2 separate regions of the Gossypium hirsutum genome follow, and region 2 is linked to region 1. A link is a contact called in public Hi-C data. All regions are on one chromosome and are shown on one strand. The core of a region is the stretch at or near the end of the contact, and the rest is flanking DNA. Distances in the headings are between cores, read along the strand shown. Region 1 overlaps LOC107940800 (L-type lectin-domain containing receptor kinase IX.2). Region 2 holds the start of LOC107945171 (ATP-dependent Clp protease proteolytic subunit 6, chloroplastic).

Evidence for each region. Hi-C and Micro-C count contacts between places; a contact is called where the count stands out from the background.
Region 2: a Hi-C map of leaf shows a contact between it and region 1, with 2.5 times the contacts expected there. The contact joins the promoter of LOC107945171 here to the enhancer-like site in region 1. A contact is called at or near these places in 4 of 34 Hi-C or Micro-C datasets (cotyledon and leaf).

Annotation. Positions count from the first base shown.
Region 1 is chrA04:85,269,008-85,275,238 of Gossypium_hirsutum_v2.1, reverse strand. LOC107940800 (L-type lectin-domain containing receptor kinase IX.2) reads left to right here. Exons shown (of 3, transcript XM_016874258.2): 3 at 1,669-2,283. The coding sequence ends at 2,282. It also overlaps the pseudogene LOC121228111. Among protein-coding and RNA genes, the nearest start is that of LOC107940800, 8.9 kb to the left of the region's middle. Within about 2 kb of position 3,063, at least 1 of the 9 cell types and tissues checked has an H3K27ac peak or open chromatin away from gene starts, as enhancers often do. A contact at or near this core is called in leaf, where this site is marked.
Region 2 is chrA04:85,343,002-85,349,538 of Gossypium_hirsutum_v2.1, reverse strand. LOC107945171 (ATP-dependent Clp protease proteolytic subunit 6, chloroplastic) reads right to left here and starts at 1,669. Exons shown (of 9, transcript XM_041111613.1): 1 at 1,455-1,669; 2 at 1,319-1,368; 3 at 1,046-1,115; 4 at 262-463; 5 at 74-139. The coding sequence starts at 1,540. LOC107947420 (dirigent protein 2) reads left to right here and starts at 5,812. Exons shown (of 1, transcript XM_016882086.2): 1 at 5,812-6,437. The coding sequence starts at 5,835. The coding sequence ends at 6,425.

The DNA of each region.
Region 1 (6,231 bases), core at 1,814-4,313:
CAGATTATTTTTAAGATCAGGAACAAAATAAACTTCAGACATTTTCTCTACCCTTCCTTGCTTTGTTTTGAACTCCAACTCACCAACACCGGTAACTTTGTAAGCTTTGCCATCTCCTACTTTTACTTCTCCACAATCAGATTCAAAGAACTTCGAAAATAAATTTTTGTTACCTGTCATATGCTTGCTAGCACCACTGTCTATGTACCAGACATCATCAATCTCTCCACCATGAGATACGAGCAACAAAGTTTCTTGCTTTTGCTTTTGATTATTTTGTACTATATTAGCTTCATTTTTCTCTTCTTTTTTGTACCAACATTCACTTGCCAAATGACCAGGTTTGCGACAATTATAACATTCAAAATAGCCACGATCTCTTCCTCTTTGATTTCCACGTTCACGTCCTCTTTGTGATCCTCTAAAATTTTGACTTTGGTTGGCTTCTTTCCATCCATTCTCCGTGCTTGCATCTTCACCTCTTTCACGAGCATTTGAGCCTCTTCCTCTAAAATTTCTTCCTCTTCCACGACCACGATTTCTCCCTCTTTGATTTTTAAAATCTCCCTTATTCTCATTTAGAGACAACTTTGACTGGAGTGCTTGATCTAGATCTACTTCCTTTTTCTTCTTGTTTAATCTTTCTTCATGAGCTTGCAACGAACCTGTGAGTTCATCAATAGTCATGGTACTCAAGTCCTTTGATTCTTCAATGGCAACCACAATGTAGTCAAATCTGGAATCTAAAGAACGGAGGATTTTCTCAACACCACGAATATCATCCATAGTTTCACCATTTCTTTTTAATTGATTGACTATGGACAAAACCCGTGAACAGTAATCAGAAACTGATTCTGACTCTGTTTTTTGCAATCTTTCAAACTCTCCTCGAAGAGTTTGCAACCGAACTCTTTTCACCTTTTCATCTCCTTTGAATGAATTTTGTAAAAATTCCCATGCTTGTTTTGCCGTGGTGGCACAAGCTATTTTTTCCCAAGCCGCTTCATATGATTGAACTCCTTGATATATCCAAAATAAGGCTTGCTGATTTTTCTTTCTTGATTTTTTTAGACTCTCTTTTTGAACTTGTGTTAATCCTTCCTCCTCTTCAGCCTCAACTTCATTATAACCTTTTTCAACAATCTCCCAAACTTCTAGAGATCCAAGAAGAGCCTTCATTTGGATACTCCATTTGCCATAATTTTCTTTGGTTAATTGGGGAACGGAAGAAAGAGGAATAGAATTGTTCATTTCGATCGAACAAGGCTCTGATACCAATTTGTAGTTGAATGATTAATATTTGGAGAAATAAAACAAAGAAAATGATAAAGAATATAATGGAGAAGAGAAATAAATTTTGTATGAAAAAATTCTTTCAAATAATCTTTTATTTCAAGCACACAAAGTTAATAATTCTTCATCACATACAACTCTTTATATAGGAGTTGTAAGTGACTATTCATCTATATCACTATATGCTAGGAGTTGTGACTATTCATGCATGTGTGTATCTTTTCATATTCAAGCCTCTTAACTTTTCATCTTCAAGTCTCTTCACTATTCATATTCAAGTTTTTTCACTTTTCATATTCAAGTCTCTTCACTCTTCTAACTTTTCATAATTTATTTGTGCAAGGTTAATTTAATTATGTGCCAACATGGCATCAGCTCTTTTCTATCTACATGAAGAAGGTGACCATTGCGTACTACACAGGGATATCAAAGCCAGCAACGTTATGTTGGATTCTAGTTTCAATGCTAAAATAGGGGATTTTGGGCTGGCTCGACTAGTCGATCATGCGAAGGGGTCACAAACGACCCATTTAGCCGGCACTATGGGCTATATTGCACCTGAATGTGTTTCATCAGGAAAGGCTAGTAAAGAATCCGATATCTATAGTTTTGGAGTTGTTGCATTGGAGATTGCATGTGGTAGAATGTCAATAGAGCCTATGTATGAAGAATCTCAGGCTTCGTTGGTAGCTTGGGTGTGTAAGTTGTACGGAAATCAACAGATACTTGGTACAGTTGACCCGAAACTAGGCATGGACTTCGATGCTATACAAATGGAATGCTTGTTGATGGTTGGGCTGTGGTGCGTCCATCCGGACCAAAATTTGAGACCGTCGATAAGGCAGGTAATTCAGGTACTTAATTTTGAGGCACCATTGCCAAAACTTCCAAGTAGGAGGCCTTCTCCCACATATGATGTGCCAACTACTTCTGGAATTCAAGTAAGTGAGCCATGTTTTTCTACGGTGTCTATTACAATCCCGCGTTAGATCAATACTTGTAGAGAAATTGAAAAGTTTTGTATTGACTTTGATTCATATGTTAAAAACCATTTGATATGACATTGAAATCTATAATTGTTGAAGTTACACTTGTTTAAGTGTTGAAATATTAGAACTCTAACATTTGACTTATTGATTATGAGGCTCATTCCATAACCTATATTGTGAATTCGAGTAACAGAAATCACTTTTTTATGATGTGAGCAATTTACCCTTATCAAGGGTGTGTGAGTTGTACCAAAAAAAATATTAAAAAAAGTGTTGAAATATTGAGTTGTCAACTCCCACATATGATGATGTGCCAATAATTAGAATTCAAGCAAGTGAGCCATGTTTTTCTACTGTGTTTGTTACAATCCAACGTTAGATCAATAATTGTTGTAGAAAAATTGGAAAAATTAGTGTTGAATTTGATTGTATGTTAAAAACCATATCATATCTAATTGCGATCTATAATTGTTTAATTTATACTTGTTTAAGTATTGAAATATTGGAACTCCAAACATTCTGCTTATAGGTCATGAGGTTCACAGTAAATTTGAATAATAGAGATCGCCTATTTATGATATGAGTGATTGGAGTATGTGAATTGTGTAAAAAATATTATTAAAAAAATGTTGAAATATAATATTTTTTTATCCAAACATTATCCAAGACAATAAGACCCCTATTTTTTCAGAAATACAAGTTTCGTAGAGTAGAGGGACCATAATCACATGTAAAAAGAATCTTTTGCTTTTAACGTAGCCCACATATGTATTTCTACAATTCTTCTTAGCCCCATGAAAACGCCAGCCCCGATGCCTGCGGTGTCATTAAGTCGTAGTCTATGAGATATAAGAATATATTAATAAATTGTTTTTATATTTAAATGACTTGATATTTATGAAAATAATAATTGAAATTTATGGTAAATGATAATAGAGAATTAACAAAATAATATAAAATAAAATTTAAAAGTATTGCGAATGAGATTGGTAGGTTGCATCCTTTGTACTGTCTGGTTTCGGTCATCCATGAGCTCCTTCAACGTGAATGGAGTTGTGAGATTTCCTACATTCCTCGCCAGCGAAATAGTGTGGCAGATTGCATGGCTAAACAGAGTTTGCATATTACCGATGGATTGTTGTTATTTGATCAAATGTCGTTTAAGTGTTTCCCACCTTGTGCGAGCTGATACGGAGGGTGCTGCCTTCCCACGTTTGATTCACATTTCTTAAGGTATTGCAAACCATTGGCTGTTTGTGAATAGTTGCAGTTGGACTAGTTTTCTGATGAATGGTGATGAGTTGATTGAAACATAACCAAACTTTTTTTTTCATTTTTGAATCATTTTCGTATATTCTGTCGTCATAAAACCAAAATGGAGTCGACCAAGTTTTCACTAACCTTCTGTTTGATAGGCTTAGCTTTGTTCCCTCGTATGTATGTGCAATCTGCACCGATGGCTTATAAATCAACTAACGCTTCAATTACCGTAGTTGCTGATGGCTCAAATCCCGTTGGTTCTTGTCTCCCTCCTCCTCCTGTCGCTGCTACCGTTGTTGCTCCTCCCCCTCATGCTTCAAGAGACACCAATTCTGTGGCGGCGTTGATTACTATCTCAGTTTTCGTGGTGTTGATTGTTATCTCACTTTGCATTTGCTGTTTTTGCTGCCGCAGATTATGGAGAAAAAGACAGAAGGCCATCAAATTAGATAATGATGATGATGACAAGCTCTTTGGTGGTGACTTCCAAAATGGAATGGGACCAAATAAGTTTCCCTTTATGGAAATAGATAAAATGACCAGTAATTTCAAGGGTGAAAAGCTTGGAGGAGGAGGGTTTGGTGCAGTTTACAGAGGGTACGTAAGGGACTTGGATACCCTTGTTGCTGTTCAGCAGATTGCAAAGGCCTCTAAGCAAGGAATCAAGGAATATACATCCGAAGTGAAGATCATTAGCCGATTGAGGCACAAGAATCTGGTTAAGCTTATTGGTTGGTGCCATAAAAAAGGGGAACTTGTACTCGTTTATGAGTTCATGGCTAATGGCGGCTTAGATTCCCATCTTTTCAAAGGAAAAACCTTATTGACCTTAGTGACCATTGCTTACTACATAGGGATATCAAAGCTAGCAACGTTATGTTGGATTCTAATTTCAATGCTAAACTCGGGATTTCGGGCTAGCTAGACTAGTCGATCACGCGAAAGGGTCACAAACAACCCATTTAGCTGGGACTTTAGGCTATATGGCTCCTTAATATATTTCTTCAAGAAAAACTAGCAAGGAATCTGATGTCTATAGTTTTGGAGTTGTTGCATTGGAGGTTGCATACGGCCGAAGATCAATAGAACCCATATATGAAGAATCCCAAGCTTCATTGATAGTCTGGGTGAGGGACTTGTACGAAAACCGATAATTGCTTGGTGCGGCTGACCCGAGACTATGCATGGACTCCAATGCTATGCAGGTGGAATGGTTGTTGATGATTGGGCTGTGGTGCGTCCATCCGGACCGGAGTTTAAGACCGTCGATAAGGCAAGTAATTCAGGTTCTTAATTTTGAGGCACTATTGCCAGAGCTTCCACGTACGAGGTCTACTCCCATATATGATATGTCAACTGCTTCTAGAATTCAAGCAAGCGAGTCATACTTTTCTACTGTGTCAATTACATTCCCACGTTAGATAAATGCTTGAAGAAGTATCGAAAAAATTAATATTGAATGTATACTTATTGAAGTATTAAAATATTGGAATCTAGTGTTTGGCTTATTAGTTATGGGTTTCACTCCACAGCTCATGTTGTGAGTTCAAATCACAAGAATTATTTATATGTAGCGTGTGTGAAATAGATATTTATCCCTTTCAAAAATATTAAGTTATACTATAATGGGAATATTAAAATCTTTATTATTATTTAAACTCTTAATTAAGTTGGTGTCACTCTCAACTTAGTTATCAATTCGATTAGAAAGTTACAGGAATGTCCTTCCATAATTAAAATAAGTAATATTATACGAAGATATTTTAGCTTTTGCATTTAAGAAAAACCAATATAAAATCATATATGTGGTAAATTTGAACCTATAACAATTGCATTAGTAATATCCTTAATTTACCATTTAGCTAAAGCTTCATTTTGATATTTTTACATATTAGTTTTATTATGCACACTTTATTATCTCCATCGATTGAATATCTTTTATACTATTTATTAAGTGTTTTACTGAGCTGGTATCATCCTCAATTGGGTCACCAACTTAGATAGGGTAATTATAAAAATACCCTTCTGTAATTAAAATAAGTTACATTATTTGAGGGTATTTTAATCTTTTCATTTTAACAAAATTAATAAAAATATACATATTGTTGGACTTGATCCTACGCCAATTGGATTAGTAAAATTTTAAATTTGTCACTAAATTAAAGCTTTATTTTAATGTAACTTATACATTTTTATTTTAAGATGCACAATTTATTATTATCTCCATCAAATGTATATATTAATAATTGATGTTAATTGAATTTGTGTCAAAAGTCAACTCAACACAAACTCACAATTGATGACAAAACTATGATGAATAATTGTGATCCATTTAGTATTGTTTATCTGATATATTTATATGTTAAAATTTCATTTTATTCATAATTTTTTTATTTTAATATTATGTGTATTTCATGTGCTATTATGATTAATTAGTTTCAAACAACACGTTTCATTGTTTATTGTATGCTATTTTTAATCACAAACATCTGTGTTCTAAATATGTGGGTTCCACACATACATGTGTGTGATGGGATTTCTAGTATTAATAATGTATTTGATTGAGTTGGTGTTATAAGTTAACTCGACACCAACTTAAAATTGATGACAATACCTTGATGAACAATTTAATATATATTTTTATTTTAATAATGTACATATTTCATGTATTATTATCAATTAATTTCAA
Region 2 (6,537 bases), core at 420-2,919, 76 kb before region 1:
TGATGCCATAACATGCAGTAATAAGGGCAGAAAAAATACAAAACAATGGACCCCAAAATGTTTAAAATCTTACCCAAGACATGCAATCGTAAATTGCCAAGACAGAATATGTACTTCCACCGGGGCAGTTCAAATACACCTGACAAAATATTGGTTAAAGTTATAAACTATACCAGGATCCGAAATTCTCGATTTAAAACCCTACATCCCAAAAGGAAAAACAAAGAATGCAGAGAGAAATAGTAAAAAATATGATCGCACCAGAATATCTGCATTCTCATCAATGGCTGCCAGGGTCACAAGCTGTGTTATAACTCTTTGAGCAACCTGTGAATTGACTGGTTGCCCGATGAATATGATACGATTCCTGAATAACACCGTTGAAAGGTCCAATGGTCCTCCTGGTGTCATTACTGCCGGCATTACAGGTGGGTTACCCTTTCTGGCTTCTATTGCACTATAGCTGTACATTAAAAGTATTATAATGTATATATATCAAATAAAACGGAATTTATGGTATGATTGTCTCGTTCGATAAGTAATGTATGATATCAGTTACGAGGTAGCAAAACCTAAACATTCAATCAAAGGATTTTCCTTCAACATTCAACCTTTCCATCCTAACAACGCAGTAAACATGACACATTCAAACTTAATAACTAAACCGTCAACAAATTTATCCTTTCAAAACCGATGAGTACAAGTCAACAACTAAAAGCTATTATGATGCTGTCTGGTACAATAAGTAATGTATGATATCAATTAGGAGGTAGCAAAACGAAACCTAAGTATTCGATCAAAGGATTTTCCTACAACATTCAACGTTTCCATCCTAGCAACAAGGTATATACGAACACATTCGAACTTCATAACTAAACTGTCAACGAATTTATCCTTTTAAAACCAATGAGTACGAGTCAAAAACTAAGGGTCGTGAGTGGTTAACAGGAGACAAACTTCATACACATCATATGTATATGCATTCATGACATAAGACATAAAGCAGTGATATGAAACTGAAGCAATAAGATAAGAGTAAACAAACCTTAAATCAGAGTCACCGAAACCCTTCTTGTCGATCTTCAAAGGTAGCCCAGAAACTTTACTAGATAACCCTGAATCCACAATTCATTCAATTTATATGTTCATAACCATACATCACATGTAATTAAAAAAATGAATATAATTAACACAAAATTACATTTATAGCTCGTCAAAACCATTGGCAAGGTTTTAATCGAATCAATGGCGTGAAACTCAAATTAAAAAGTAGCTAAAAAAGGCCAACTAATTGAAATTTCAAGAATCCGAAAGTTACCCATTGTAGAGGAGTCGCCATATGGGGTTGGCAATGCGGAGATTATCAACCTAGTCGAGCTTCTGAAAAATTAAAAGATTTCAAAAGGAAAAAAGAAAGAACAATGAGAGCAAACAACATAAAAACATGTATGTACCTCGAAGAAGGGGACGAAATGGAAGTGGGTCTGGTTCGAGAATAGAGTGATAGACTCAAAGAAGATGAAACAGCTGAAGCTACCATTATATAAAAAATTGTATGAACCCAAAGTAGAAAATTTGAGAGCTTTAGAGAAGATTGAGAGAGGAGTTTTTAGGAGGGGATATAGCCAAGGCAAACGAGAATTGCAGGTGACCTTTGTTTTTGGGTTACGTCTAGATCTATGCAGTCCTTCCTTTTATTATTGGGTTGGGCTTGTTATCTTTTGGTTAAAATATGCTGTTAGCCCCTGTACTTTGATAAAATTTTAGATTTAACCTCTATATTAAAAAAGTTAAAAATTAAGTTCTTTTACTCTTTTTTTATTTATTTTAAAAATCTTGGTCAAATGGTTAAAATTGTAAGTATTTTCCATCAAAATTTGTCAATTTAACATATCTGTTAGGTTGCCTTCATGTGACAATGATCGGACTATGAATTTTAAGTTGAATAGTATATTTTCACTTTTTTTTTATATATGAATTTTTTGTTGAACAATCTCTTTATACGTTTTGATCATGCTTGCTCTTTTTTATATAATATTTAGAACTACACATAGCACATCTCCAACCTATAAATAGGAGGATAATATGTTTCAGCGCACTCGAACTCACATTCTTCTACATTAACAATAATACCCATACCAATTGAGCTAAGACTCAATCGACTTTATATATGTATTTTTAAGTGTTATATTAGTTATCCACAATCACTTATTTGGTCATGGAAAACAATCTTGCAAATTCTATTATAAAATTGTTTCAATGAGATATTGAAACTATATAGTTTTTCAGATTTATTTTGATTTTGTTCTACTTTTAATTTAAAAAACAAATATTGCAAGACTTTGTCTATTAATTTTTACTTCGATTAGTATCGATATTATTATCAATACAAGAGTACGTAATTTTTAGTGCGTTGAAATGCATAATACTTCTATTTATAAGCTTTAGAAAAGACAAACGTGATATTTCATAAAGTAATAGCTTAACTTATTCAACATTTTTTCTAGCAAATACTGAACTATTTTAGCATTGATATTATTACAACTATTTTAATACCTAATGTATAAAAAATATTGGATTAATATAATCTTTTGTCCTTAGACCTAGCAACTAGGTCCAATTTGATACTTATAATTTTTTTTCACTTTTATATCTGAACTTAATTTGATCCCTAAACTTGAATTATGTTAATATTTGGTGATGTGGCACTTTAAAACTGAGCCACATCATCAAATTTTTATAATTTTCAAGTTCAGGGACCAAAACAGACCTAATTATCAAATTCAAGTACTAAAATGGACCCAAAAAACTATAAGTACCAAAGTGGATCAAGTTGCCAAATTCAAGGGTCAAAGTTTACATTAATTCAAAATTATTTGGTCCATTGCTAGTGTAGTAACGGTAAATATTAAAAAATTAATAATGAATTAAAATAGAAAATTGTCAATCATTTAATTTTGTTCATGGAGTTTAAAAAACTCTACTAACAATGAATAATAATGTATTAAATAAGTTTTTTTAACTAGAAAGAAGCTATTTTTTTTTGTATTTTCATATTTGTTTTACGATTCATATTTGATGTTCGAAACTCCCAACAATGTTTCTTCCAAGAATTTAACCTAAGATTAATTTTTTAATGTCATTTATCCATGAGATAGGTTAAATTACGAATTTATTTAAAGAACCAGTGTTGAGAGGAAAAAAGATCTCACATTTTTTTCAAAGTATAAAATTGTAAATATAAAATTTTTCTTTAGGTACATTTGGATGGCCAAAAATTATATTATGGCTAGTAATATTATGTACATTTTTACAATTACATTACATTATTTGAATTTTTTAACATTTCAGTCATCACGTAATTTTACATTCCCTAATAGTGTTAAAATGCTCTGATATAAGGTATAATCTCATTACAATTCATTTTTTAGAATATCTTAAATTACGAGTATAATTCTATATTTTAAATAAATTTGTTCATTATTTTTTATTATTTTAATCAATTTAGTTTTTTTGTTCTAAAAAAATTTAAATTTATTTAAAAAACAATTTTTTTATTTACTGTGAAACAGTAGATGTGATACTTTAAAATTATAATTATTATATTTATTCTAATAATTTATTTTTTAGTATATTAATGTGGTTATAATTATAAGCAATAATTGTAACAACTCGATTTTTATCAATGTTGAAAAAAACTTAGTTTCGAAGTCAAATTTATTAAATCGAATCATCCAAAAATTTTTTTATCGAGTAGTTACAAATTGTGAAATTAGAAAAATAGAAATTTTAGTAATTAAATTAGAAATAAAAATATTTAGTAATTGATTAAATGTAATTAATGTAGTAATTAAATTGATTAAGTTATTATATAAATAGTGCTAGAACTAAATTATGTAGTGATTAAAAACTAATTGGAGTTAATTTGAATTTGAGCAAATTCTTGAGTGGTAATTGTACCAAGGGCTTATATGCAAATAAACCATGTTTATGTCATAAATAGTGGTTTAAGGAAACAGAAGAAAACCAAAGAAAAAGAAAGCAAGAAAAACGTGAAAAAAAAATCAATAATTTGGGTAAGAAAAATATTGTTGGGCTTGTTGCTGAGATGCCCATAAAGTCATAGTCAATGAGTCAATAAGTGCCACATGGCACCACCATGTCAAGTCATTACTTTTAACGGTATTAGGGTAATGTACCCAAAGGTTGGACCCAACAAAAATATAAGAGACAAATTGAGAGTATATGTATAGTAAAATTTATTAAAGTGGAGGGGTAAAACTTGCCATTATTCCTAATTATAATTATGATTAATGATGCAAAATTTTCATCAATTATTATAATTGTAAAGAATGGACAGTATGAAACTGTAATTTTACAATATCCTTATCTCTTTCAAATAGAAGAGTGACAAATCATATTTTTTTCTCTTGAAAAAATTCAAATCCAACTAAAAATGCTAAAAGTCAGAATTCAAAATCTGATTTGTAATTTTCTTATTGAAAAGGAATAGGGATGACGTGAAATCGCAATTTCATACAATCCTTTTTCATTATTATTTTAGTTGGTTGAAATAATAGTATTTCTATATCTTAAAATTAGAGATGAAGTTAGAAAATTTGTTTAGGACGAAATTAAATTATATATTTTTATGTTAGTAAAAATATAATTTTACTATTTTAATAATATATATATTATAATTTTTAAAGAATTAAATCAAACTTTTATCATTTAAAAAATTAATGTACGACTTTATTATTACTAATTTATAATTTAATGATAGGGCTTGGTCTCTATTTAGAAGGTTACTGTAAAGTTATGGATTTTTATACAGTGTTTCACATTTACCATTAAAAACATAATGAAATTTATTAAATAATAATTGAACTTGAGAAATATCATGTTGCAGATTCAGAATTGTTAAAACTACAACATCAAAAGATTATAATCTAATTAAAAGAATTAAATTATTTATATTAACTTAACAATTAACCACTTGATTGATTAAAAATTAAATTAAGATTAAGATAAAAAAATTATTTCTTTAAAAAAAACACCTAAAGAATTACAAAATATATAATTCCACACTAAAATAGAAATATGTTTTCGAGGGCTTAAACATTAATTTACCTTATTTGAGAAATGATTGTATAAATAATCCAAAGAAATTTATATAATTTAGGGAGGCAATGTCTGGCAGTATTAGAGAGGCAGGTTGGTAGGCTGTAGGCACTAAAAAAAAGGAAAAAAGTTCAAAACGAAACATTAATAATAATTTAAAAAATCATAAAAGATTTGGAATAAAAAAATATTTTTATTAAAAATAAAATAATAAAAAACCCAAATTTAACAATTTTTTATTTTATTTTTTTACTGATTCAAAAGGATTTTAATTATTATTTTATAAACTCTTCATAATCTATTTTAACCCTTAAATAAGAAGAAAAACACGCTTTTGTATGCTCGAACTCACATATTCTTATATTGACAACAATATCAATACTAATCGAATTAAGACTCAATTAACAAAAATATTTTTAATTATTAATTATTATATACCATCAATTCAATCACTTAAACCACCTATTTTATGATTCAACGACAAGTTTAGTTTTAAATTATTTTCTTCTCAAGAATGATGCCAAAATAAAATAATTAATAATCTACACATCAATAACTATGTTGAGAAATAAAAGGTGAAAACTCAAATGTCAATGCCTTGGTGGGATACTTTGGGTATTATAAATTGCATCATGTTAAGTGTGCATTTTAAAAAAAAAATACCGACCCCTTTTGAATTTCAACTCTTGAACTATCATCTATGTGCTAATATCATGGCTTCCTCAATGCTCAAAACCCATAGCTTCATCTTTTTCCTTATTCTCTTCTTCATCAATGTCATCGCCAATCGTTGGTCGGATTATGAGGTTTTCGGCAAGTACATATCTATATCATCATTGGGTCTCAAGCGAGAAAGGTTATCTCACCTTCACTTCTACTTCCACGATGTAGTCTCCGGTAAAAATGCCACTACAATCCGTGTCACAGTTGAAGCACCCTTGACCAACCGTTCCTCACCATTCATCTTCGGAGATGTATATGTTGTCGATGACCCTTTGACGATCGAGCCCGATATCAACTCAAAAATGGTGGGAAAAGCACAAGGATCTTATGTGGTCGCGTCGCAAGGGGAATTAAGCTTGTTAATGGTACTCAACTTTGCTTTCACGGAAGGTAAATACAATGGTAGCACTCTCAGTGTTTTGGGGCGTAATGAGGTTCTTTCCATAGTGAGAGAGATGCCGATTGTTGGTGGGAACGGTGTTTTCCGATTCGCTCGAGGTTATGCTCAAGTAAGGACTCATTCAATCACTCAAATCCATGCTATTGTGGAGTATAATGTTTTTGTATTCCATTATTGTTGATGGTTAGCTTAATTTCTCACATATTTTATTGCCTACATTTAGGGTTGAATTTACTATTGTTCATCACATGATTATTTTGTTGTTCATATAATTTTCCTTCACTATTGATAAT